2 separate regions of the Mus musculus genome follow, and region 2 is linked to region 1. A link is a contact called in public promoter capture Hi-C data. All regions are on one chromosome and are shown on one strand. The core of a region is the stretch at or near the end of the contact, and the rest is flanking DNA. Distances in the headings are between cores, read along the strand shown.

What was found. Promoter capture Hi-C pulls out the DNA fragments that hold promoters and counts their contacts.
Region 2: a promoter capture Hi-C map of the HPC-7 cell line shows a contact between it and region 1, with 3 times the contacts expected there. The contact joins the promoter of Serpinb2 here to the promoter of Serpinb7 in region 1. A contact is called at or near these places in 7 of 39 promoter capture datasets (the HPC-7 cell line, HPC-7-derived erythroid cells, embryonic stem cells and 4 more) and 2 of 9 other capture datasets (adipose tissue and liver).

What each region holds. Positions count from the first base shown.
Region 1 is chr1:107,417,686-107,424,023 of GRCm38.p6, reverse strand. It overlaps Serpinb7 (serine (or cysteine) peptidase inhibitor, clade B, member 7), which reads right to left and starts at 1,335. Exons shown (of 8, transcript NM_027548.3): 1 at 1,292-1,335.
Region 2 is chr1:107,507,664-107,513,508 of GRCm38.p6, reverse strand. Serpinb2 (serine (or cysteine) peptidase inhibitor, clade B, member 2) reads right to left here and starts at 1,999. Exons shown (of 8, transcript NM_011111.4): 1 at 1,925-1,999.

The sequences.
Region 1 (6,338 bases), core at 86-2,585:
ATGTAAATTGCCAATAAAAATAAACAATGTTTGGAAAATCATCAACATATGCCAAACACTTGGTCCTTAGTTATGTAACTAAGACAGTTGTAAAGGAAAGTAATTTGGGCTCAAGCCACATAAGATGCCACTACAGTGTCACCCATCATGTTGTGACAAAAAAAACTAAACAAAAACAAAAGCAAAAACAACAAACAACAAACTTTTTAATTACAAAAGAATTTGGCTACAGAGAGGAAAACTTAATGTAATCCCCAAACCATATTCTCTTGTTTCTTCCATAGACTAAGTTTTATATAAAATTACAAAATAGTAAGAAACGTTTTCTAATTTTAAACTTAATACAAAGTAGAAAATTCTCATGAACATTCTTAGTTCTGAAATTTCAGATGAAAAAATCACAGCTTTGGTTAGCTGTGAACTGTTTCAACACTAACAACATTTTCTGTCTCTCCTCTGGTGTCAATATATTTGTGTCAAAACAAGAGTAAAGCAACGACAAGAAAATACAGGTTTCACCAAAGCTTTCCTATAATAATCTAATTAAAGTATCAAGGAAATTATTTTTAAAATGAAGCACAAGAAAACTTACATATGTCACCTTCAATAATATATAGAATACAATGACTCTGATTTGTGGCCCTTGGTTGATAAAATATATGGTTTGGCTTCATGGTAAAAGCATATGTAATCTTAGAGTAATTTTTACTATGCAATAAAAATTAATTGCTCCTAATAATTAATTACTAGCAGAAAGCTTATATAATTACTGCATTAAATCATATATAAGAACAGCATAACTATTAAAGGAATTTAATTTTTGTCAACAGTACTCCAAATAATATATTATAAGACAACTACTGCTCTCCAGAATTATTCTCAAACCTTTCTATTTATTTTAAAAAGTGCTAACTTTGATGAAGTTTTATCCATATGACTGTCTTACATTATGATTGATTCTATTTTAAAGCATTGGTAAATTCCGACAAATAGTGAGTGACCTAAATAGGAACACACAAAATAAAAAAGCTAGATTCATACATATTTCCCCATTTATCTTTTGGAAAAAAAAATGAACATAAAATCTTGACTGATAGCTGATCTCCCACACTGTGGTGAATGTCATTCTCTGTGACGCTAGTCAAAGCGAATCGGGAGAAGCCATAAGCCAGAGAGCTGAAGACTTTTCGGAAAGCTTGATGCATTTAATGTCTCATGCACCAAAAAGAACTGAAGATTCACTCCACCCCCTCCCTCTCAGCTTTACACCGTGGACATCTGAAGCATTTACCTTACTCTCTTCATAGAGGAAGTTGCAGCTGGTTGGGTGAGTCTGGAAGAGTTCCCTGCATTACTCTGAAATATAAAGCCTCTGACTCAGACACTCCCTGTTTCCTATTGTGATGACCACAATAGTTTAAAGATAACTCCATTCAAGTGAAATTATGCTCAAGCAAATTGAAGAAAATTTGTAATGAGCTATAATTTCAATTCAAAGTTGTCAGGATATGTTCTCATGAAATTGAATGATTTTAATATTATTATAGCATATATATTTTAAATATGTATATAAATGACATGAAACTTAGTGGCTCGTCTGTGATATTGCTGACTTCTCTATTCCTCTCCCCTTTCAATTTTAGCAGACAACAAGGAAGACAGCAGAGTAACCCCCCTTCAAGGGCTCATTTTCTACAGAATTGGGAACCAGGGAATCTGTACCTGAGGATGAGGGAGCTGGCTCTTTCTGGAGAAGCAAGCTTATATTATTGATTCTGGTTGACCTCATACATTATTCCTTGTATTCTAGAATTCCTTTCATTTTAATTGTATGGCATAATGCAAATATTGAATACTTTTGATCATTCAAGATTCTCTAAAATGAATATCTTCTCTGACTAATACATTGAACATATGGGGAAAGGCAGCTGCCATCATCATAAGAGAAATAAGTCAGTGATAGGAAAACAGAAAACAAACAGAGATAAAGGTAATGTGTGTCATCATCATTGACATCATAAAACAAAGACATGCTGTGAAATGTGCCATAAGACAACTGCTAGAGCATCTGGGGATAGGTTGCTCTTGGTTGTGATAAATGCTGAACACTGAGGTAAATAAAAGGTAAGACATATTCCTCTAAAGGGAAAAAGATGGGGCTTTAGGGAGTGTTATGAAAAGCAGAATAGTCAAGAGATATACTATGATTTCATGAGAAGAGATATCTAAATATAGTCTCAAAAGCAAAAGACAAAGTTGAGTAATTTCATTCAAAGCTGAGTAGCATCAAAGCTGAATGATGGTTAGATATTCAGAGACAAGAAACATGGCTCAAAGCAGCTGAGTGCTGTTGCTGGCAGTGAGTGTGAGAAGAAGCAGGGGGTGAGCCAAGTATGAACTGCTGTTTCACATGACAAGTTTGCATCTGGGCTCCCATTGCTTGGACTATATGTAACCTGGAAATAAAATAAAGAATAATTTACTACATCTAGGGTTACATTCCAGCTGGGCAATTCTACTAGCTGTGACCTTGAACCAGGTTAAATTTTTGTGGCTAAATTTTGCATCGATTAAATAATAATTCAATTTGGTGATGTAATATAAAATAGCATCTTGCCTATAGTCTAAGCCCCAATAATTTTAATGTCCCCTTTCAACCTTCACCCCCACCACAACTTTGCCTTTTTAAATAGTATGCTCATTACAGTGACATAGTAGTGTATAAAAACACTGTATTATATAATATACTATACTAATAATTTATTGTATTATACTTATATTAATAACATAATAACATTAATAACATTGATATAACATATATTATATATTCTATAATATTATATATTATAGAATAATATATTATTACATTGAAAGTCTTGATGACTTCGTCCATTCTTAGATAGTACTTTATTTCACTACTAAAGCCCAAGTAAATAATATCCCTCTGCTGGATAGTTTAACAGAAGGAAAAAGAGGTGGCTGAGATGCACAGAAGATACTGTTGGAGAAAAGGATAAGGCTCACCAATCTAATACAGTGGTCCTTGGACTTCCTGGTCTCAGCATTCTGAATTTCATCATTCTAAGGCTGGACATTTACAAAGACTCATCCACATCTTTGAGGCATAAATCTTTTCAAAATACCTCAGCTTACCTATTATATTTCCAAACCATGCTAAAGATAGTCTAAGTTCCCCAATGATGCCATTATTTTGGTGACTAAACTCTCTTCAACAGGACACAAGGCTCCCATGGTACTAGTAGAATTGAGGCTTAAAAATTAAATGTTTGCCACTAAAATATGCATACAGTATGATGTCCTACAAAAGCCCAATCCATGAAGGGTATATGTATGAAAATATTTCTGTGAGTGGACCTGCTGTTCAGAAGAAACAGTTGCCTTAGTCTCCATGAGTGGGAAGGAGGTTTTCTTGAGTGCAGAGCTGGCACAGAAGTGTCAGGAACCCTGGAAGGGTTCTTTCTGGGGAGTTATGTGAATATATCGAGAGTAACATTATATTTTGAGTTATGACTCATAATGTTTAAAATTGCTACAAGAAAATAAGGAAATATATCCAACGTATGTCCACAACTCAATGTATGTAGCTGATTAAAATTCTCATTTGGATATAAAGTTTTATGAGAAGGTGAGCTGGCATCCTGGACTAAAAACAAAGAAATCGTAAGGAGGTTGCAAAATAAAGCTGAGAGGGCTGACAGCGATGGCCAGCTATGGAGACCCACAGAGCTCCTTTCTGACACCTCAAATCTGACACCTCAAGGGTAACTGCTACTCATACATGCTCACTGCACTACCAGAAGAGGGATCTTTCCAATGAAGCAACCTAGAGAGCTTTTATAACTCTGAAGATGGCCTCTGGCCATCTACAACTGGAGTGAGATTCAGTAGTGAAGTCATCTGCCACTCACAAGAACGAATAAGAGAGGCATACTTGAGTATGGAAAACAACAAGGTATTTACAACAGCATTCCTACACATAGAAGCTTTGATGATGATCACACTCATTCACAGGTAAAACATCTCCACCCTCTTCTGTACTCTCCTGTGCTAAATTTCTATGCCCTGAACTTAGGAAAAGAGCAAGAGGGCGGAGGTGACAACCTTATTTACCACTATTTGATAGATCAAAGTGACCATATATAACCAGGTTTGTTTTAAAAAAAAAATCGAAATAGGTCTTAAGGCTGTCCCTGGGTGCAGGCTCCATGCACCTGCTTACTGATGATTAGATGTCACTTCTGGGGTGGATCTTCCATGACTCAGAGCACACCACTGTCCTCACAGAAGTTTACGAGCATTAGTTTTCCACAAGGTTTCAAAATAGCCTGTGATTAAGATGATCATTATGTGGTTCATTCAGTTTGGGTGTGAATCAGATGTAAGAAGGTAATTTTTCCATCTCTACTCTTTATAGTAAAATGATTTAAATATAATAGTGCAAATAAATTAAGATAATGGTGTTCATTAACCCATGATTTAACATTCTCGTCTATAAGAAGGCAATATTGATACTAAAAACAGCTGTGATTCCGAGTTTAATTTTCAATTTTATTACATTTGGCATTGATTTCTTATGGCCCAATTTTTTTCTCACCCTATTTTGTACAAATTTGCCTGCGGTAATACTCTAGAACAGAATTTAGCACAGCATTTTTATCACTCATTAAACTAAAATATTCCTTTCTACTCCTAACTTGGTCTGGCTTCTTTTTGTATCATTTTCTATCTTCCTTACTCCTTTTTCTTTGCGACAGCCTGTAATTTTCCAGAGAAGTATCTGTTGAGTTTATTATTGCTCTTGACCTCTCTAGATACTTCCCTCAACTAAGAAAGTTTCATGTAGCCTGAAACTGGGTGAGTTAGTTCATTCTTGTCTTTCTGCCAGCCTGTCCTCCACCCTACTGACTGGCAATGGAAAGCCACACCACACCATCCAGACTTGCCCTGCCATCCTACAGACTGGAGTTCACTGAGAAGGATTTAGACCCTGAAAAGTGACCATATCTACCCAAAGTGTCCAGTCAACTGCTCACAGCTCTGCCTGTGGAACATGCCATACAGACAAGGATGGCAACCCATTCCAGGATCTCCCATCACAGTATTTAGGTTTGTGTTAAAACCACCACAGTCCACCATACACAGAAATCTAAACTCTTCCAGCTGAATGGTTTCCAAAGAACAGCTAATACATGCCAGAGTGACTAGTCCTTTATTGTAAAAGGTTATCAGAATTTGACAGTACAATCACCATAGAGGTGTTCTTCTATTTTCTTCAATTTTGCCACTTTCCAAAGGAAAAAAAAGAGAGAGCTTGCCTACTAAAATACAACTGTCTACTGATAGCTGCATGATGCTGTAATATCTTTGTAACAGTAGAGGCAAATAAAAAAATGAATAAACACTGAATTAGCTGTTGAAGTAAACTTTCTGATGGAGACTCTGTTAAGTTGGAAAAAATAAAGCTTATGAATGGATTTCCTGTTTTCTGTTCTAATTATAGTATAGTTGATTACAGTGATTCAAAATCCTCTAGGCCTTTACCCTTCTTTCTCCATTGTAGAGATAAAGTTATAAATGACTAGAAGATTGAATAGAGGCAAGCAACTCAAGTGATGGACAAACTGGGATTACCAGGTCAACTTTAATTAAAGGTCTTCTTGCTACTGTTTCTTCTCTACTGAACTCAGAAATCCCTCCCACTGTCTGCAACTGTGTGTTTGCAACCAACCAATCCCAAAGGGATATACGTCCAAGAAGGAAATTCAGTCATGGGAACACAACTGGAGTGTCATGTCAACTATTCTCTCTTGCAAGACAAATATAACCCAAATTTCCATTGATCTTGCCAGTTTCCAAGTACAGACGAGGTCACACGAATGATAATGATATAAGCTTTACAGCTGGTCATTCTCACTTACCAAAGGCTCACTATGACATGATGTGCGATACACACACCCCTGCAAAGGAGTTTCTCTTTTCGCTGAAACCACCTTGAGGGGTCTCCCATGTTTTTCTAGCCTTGTTCTTAATCTGCACTTCAATCCCGAAAAGCACTGTTATCTCTACCAAGAATACTATTTTAGTTACCCTCTCAGATGTTTACTGACTGGGGCTCAACAACATCAATATACAACCCATGAAGAAGTTGGGGGAAAAAAAAGGTGGATTTTTCCTAATCTTACCATGCTTGGTTGTCAAGCACCAAGATGAATCTTTATTGTACCTCTACCTTCTATCTGATATTCATTCTCACACTATCGCCAAATGAACCATTGACTATGAATTCTTTTAAAATTCTTTATATAAATATACCAAAG
Region 2 (5,845 bases), core at 750-3,249, 89 kb before region 1:
TAAGGCTTCACACATAGACTTCCTTAAAACATTTCTTTAAAATTGTTCTTCTGTTTCTAGGTGAAAATTCAAGTAAGGGATCAGCACTAGGAGAATATCAACTCCAGGAGAGTACATTCTGATGTCTCCTATTCATAAATCCGTGCAACAATCTATATAGCCAAACTTTAGCACTACAAAAGCTTAAGTGTCAAGACAATCCACAGAAGGGACAGATAATACTAAACTAGGACTTCAGGTAACTTGATAGAGAAAAAAAAACATTGCTAAGTTGAGTGAAATTTTTCCAGATCTATTTACTCCTTTATGAAGTCATCTCAGTCTGGGGATGTGACTGAGCGCTAGCTGTGCTGTGGCCTGTGCTCAGACCTCTAGTTTACCAATAAATAAAAACATTGAACTAAACAACCTGAATTATTCTGAACTAGAGAGGTGGTCCTTGAACTCAGCATGCAGCCAGGAAGGATGGAGAACTTCAGATCCTCCTTTGTCTGCCTCCCAAGTGCTGAGATTACACCTGTGTGCAACCCAGCCTGATCTACGTAGTCCTGGGGATTGAATCTGGGACATCATGCATGCTAGGAAAGCACTTCACCATCTGAACAACAACCCTTGTTCCCAAATTCTATTTTTAAATGATGTGTTGTTAATTACATTTACATAAAAATGGTAGTGTCTTTACTGCAATCACCTAATTACTTCTGCCACATTTTGTTTAATGGGAATAATCACATATCCCATCTCCTTTGGGATTTCTGCTATAATAATGAAAATGTGAAGAGGTAATTAGTGCAGAGCTAATTAATTTCAGCATCTGGACTTTTCCTATAAATTCTTCAAATAATATTTGAAAGCTTCAAACTAGTATATATATATATACACATAGTGGTCCCTGACTCTTGGACAAGACCACATCTTACACTTGGATAGGATGAGGTTATAGCATGATGACAGGATAATAAGCCATACAATTCCATATGCTTCCAAATATGACACTATTATTAGCATTAGGATGAATAAATGGAAATTATCTGCTGGGTGGGGCTCTCTCTTCTTTTTGTTGGTTCCTGCAATACAAGTTTGGCAAATGCACTGGTGAAACTTGGCAGAGGTGATGAATTTGGGAGGTACCATAGGCTCACCACCTGCTACACTCCCTCTCTGAATTAGACCTGGATGTTAAATTGGATTTTTCTGCAGCGTTTCAAACATATTTTAGTGTGTGTAAACACATAATAAAGATGTTTTTAAATTGTTTTCAAAACTCAGTAAAAACTAAGATAAGGCAGTAGTGATATGGAAATATACCATCAAAACTAAAACAAATTTTCCAAAAACTGGTAGCAGTATTTTAGTTGATAGTTTCCATAATGAATAATTATCTGCTTGATAAAGGTTAAATTGTTAGTTTGGTTAATCCATCAGCTAATTTACTTGATATTTCTCTTTCACAGAATTGATCCATTACAGAACTAGGTCAAATAAATACATTGTGATACTGGATTGTCCTGACCCAAATTTTTCCTTAATTTTTATAGGTTCAGGCTGTTAACTTTAGGTGAAAATTGAACTTCACATATTTATAAATATAAATACATTACAACAAATTATTTTTATATAAAAATGAAATGCTTAATTTCAATTTTAAGTATAAACATTTTAATATTTGTAGTTATTTATGCCTGATTTTATATCAAACCAATAGGTAATATAAAACATACATATTATATAATCTGCTCAGTACTATTATCATTGAAACTGCAATAGATGTACATTTCAATTTCAGTTTGGCTAGTGATACACAGGCATTTGCTGACTTCTAAGACTCAAAGTCAAGCAGTCATAAATTTAATTCAAGTCTTAAACCAAAATATCTTTAGTTAAACAAGCGAAAAAGAAAATATGGTTCAATTCCTTTACTTACCCTCTACACAGCTCAATATAGTAACTATTGCTATGAAGGAGGAGAGAAGAAAGACGCCCTGGATTCACTAGAGATGCTCGGGGGAATTGCTGAAACACTGTATTACCTCGTTATCTTCTGAGCGGCTGACACACAGGAAATGCTTCTTGGAAAGCTGGCACTGTGTGGACAAGGTAATGACTGGTTTTATAAGACTCTGCCCCTCCCACACAGCTCTTTTTTCAAACTTTTTAATTTGTATTCTTTGTATGATTCAACATTTTACTCATAAAGACATCATTAGAAAAGAAATGCTTGCTTGTAATACTCAGTTTAAGAAACAACTAGAGAGTGTGATGTCATTCAAAATTCAAGAATTTAGCAATTTCCAATTTTAAATCTATTAGCTGTAATCTGCACCACTCACACTCATGTCTCCTCCTTTCTCACTGCATTCAATGACAGCATGAATTTCATGATACTCAATCCACCTTTGGACAGCCACCATCTGTGGGAGTCTTTACAATAAAGGATGTTGTCTTTTCTTCCCTTTGGATCTACAGGGAATCAAAAGAACCTCCACACAAAAGAGGAAAGAGAAAAAAACACACTTGATTTTTCTAATTTAATAATTATTTTAAACTATGATTCTCTCAGGAATAATAATCTGAAATAATTCTAACCTACTGTCTCAAGACACACCCAAAGAACTTTTCATATGGCCTTGATCACACCGCCAGTATTAACCTACTTTAAACAATGACAACCTACTGCTTATGTTGACTTATAATTGGCAGAAACCTATACATGCTAATTGTAATCTTGAACACTCATTTTGGAAATATTTCCAATTTTCTAAAAACACTAAAAATGTTAATTAAAAATAGACAAAAATTACACATAAATAAATGTGATATGAATCTAAACATTTTCATACTGTCATAATTTATTAGGAAGAGTTGGAAACACATCTACCAGATCACTTCTCATTTCTTAATTGTACATTTATATGGAAGCACATACATAAGAACATGGAAAGTGCCACACTTCATGGGGTACTCCATGCCTTTGACTGGAGATCTGGGATGAAGACCACAAATGTCATGTCATTCCATTAAACCAAGGGGTGCATTTTGGGCTGATATGTACTCTTTTACAAGCTGTGTTCTGTTCTTTCTCCCTGTAAATACTCAGTTGATGCTATTATCTGCTGAACCCATTCTCTTTTTGGTTTCCATCTCCTAGATAGCACCCACTGGTGTATTTATGTGACCAGCTAAATGTTTTATCAACCATTCCCCATCTCCACATCAGCAGCTCTGTTTCCTGAACATGTCAGATGAGCCTAGACTTTGCCCACACTTTGTTTCACTTCTTTTTCAGATTAGGCTATTTCTCATCTTTATTTATTCAATTAAAGTTCTTCCCCTCAAGGGAGACATCATTGTTTTTCCCACTGGTCCAAATCTCTGACTTCTATATCTTAGGATTTGATGACGCTCATTCTGATTCCTATAAGCCTCAGGGAACTTCCAGTTACAACTGCAACATTTAGAATTGAGCCTGCAGTACAATAATTAATTTTGTCCTAGCTGCTCCCTCAAACTTGGGCTTTTATCCTTAGGTAGGTAATTTGATTAACCTATACCAATAAGAACACTTTAAGTGGCTTCTTGCTAAATTATTTTTCGGCGAGTTGAGGACAGTGCTGAATCTCTCTAGAAAGGTCTGGTTATGTGGTGCATAAGGACAAGGATGATGAAAGATTGTGAAAGATCTGTTTCAAGTTTCCCTTTCTCCACTTTCTAGTTGTATAATCGTGCATCTATCTCTCACCTTCTATAAGCATTACTTTCATAACAATACCACACAGATGGGAGTGATAATTACTTAGATGACAAGCAAGCCTCTTCCGCAACCATTACCCTCACTTCATCTGTATATTATTCAGATACACCTTGACCTCAAGGGATAACCTCTGTTCTACTTTATGACTTCTGGGAGAATTGGGGGATGGGTATGTTCTCAGAAAACAAAACAAAAACAAATTGTTCCAGATGAAAAGGGAATATTTAAGGAAAATGTTTATGCCCTATACCTATCTGCTGCCATGTCAGTGCCTTTGATTTTATGACTATGTGATACCAGAAGGGGCTGCAGCCATGTTATTCAGAGGGCAAGGCTGAAATTGTTTTCAGATGGCAAACCATACCCTTGATACCAGAGCTCCTCCAAACGAGCACCTTGAACCACTTAACTTCCAATTTCTGTTATTATTGTCATATTATTGTCATATTATATGCATTTATGTTAAGCATTGTTATACACACATATATGTCATATATATAATATTTCATATATACATACATATAATATTTCATATATACATACATACATACATTCATATATATAATATTTCATATATACATACATATACATACATACATACATACATACATACATACATATGACAGTCTTTTATGAAGGACAGATGAGACAATGCTTGCCCAGGATTTGCTATACTATGCCTTGTATAGTAAGGGTGCCATTGCATGAGCCAGCAGTGTGGCTGTTGGTTAGGTTTACAAGTGGCCTTCTCATCTACATTAGTACAATTTCACAAATTTAGCTTAATAAAGAATACCTTTCACATAACATACAATTAGAAAAGTGTAAAAGATAATATAGAAACAAAAGATTTTGCTCAAAGGACCCAGATATAGCTGTCTCTTGTGAGACTATGCAGGGGCCTAGCAAACACAGAAGTGGATGCTCACAGTCAGCTTTTGGATGGATCACAGGGCCCCCAATGGAGGAGCTAGAGAAAGTACCCAAGGAGCTAAAGGGATCTGCAACCCTATAGGTGGAACAACAATATGAACTAACCAGTACCCTGGAGCTCTTGACTCTAGCTGCATATGTATCAAAAGATGGCCTAGTCGGCCATCACTGGAAAGAGGCCCATTGGACTTGCAAACTTTATATGCTCCAGTACAGGGGAATGCCAGGGCCAAAAAGTGGGAGTGGGTGGGTAGGGGAGTGGGTGGTGGAGGGTATGGGGGACTTTTGGGGTAGCATTAGAAATGTAAATGAGGAAAATACCTAATAAAATATTAAAAAAAATGAAATTGACTCAGACCAAAATTGTCCTATAGAGGAGAAAATGGGATGGATAAGACATACTTTGAGAAAAAGGTGAGATGAAGGAAAACAAACCACACAGAAGAAAAAATCCCATAAGGATAGAAAGGAAAGAGGGAAAAATATAGAAATGGCAAGTAAAGACTTGAATAGTGTCCTGACATCTGCCTGAAGAAGCAGAGAAGTTTGGGACTCACAGAAGAACTAAGATCCAACCTAAGAGGGTCTTCTCCAAACTCTGAGAGACAGACAGCACTACTACAAAGGCGTTTATACCAGAAAATCTGTAAATCTGAATGGAGAATTCAAATCATAGGAGACAAGCCGGAACACAGCAGCAGTAGCCTGGTTAATATGGCCTTAGCCACAAAAGCCCCTTTCCACTATTAAATAAGTTTCCATAACCTAAAATCACAATTCTTGGATAGATCATTCCTTTGAAAGCTAAAAACAGTAGAACAGGAGTTTTCATTCTTATTTTCTCTTATCGGAAAATGTGCATAAAATAAGCAAAAGTAGAGAAAAAAGTTGTCAATTTATATATGTCTTAGCCTTTATAAATAAGGTATGTACAGAAATATGACTTGAGAAAAAATGCCAAATATGTTTATCTTACTCTAGATAATTATCATTTTTATACTTAAAAGTATTTCTGCAAGTTGCATTATACATAGACATTACTTTCACTTAGGGAATTACTTTCTTGGTAGGTTTTTTCATTTGTTGAGAAATTTTCATTTGTTTCTTTCTTTTCTGTGGTAATGGGTAGTGAACTTAGAACTTCATACATGCCAAGCATGT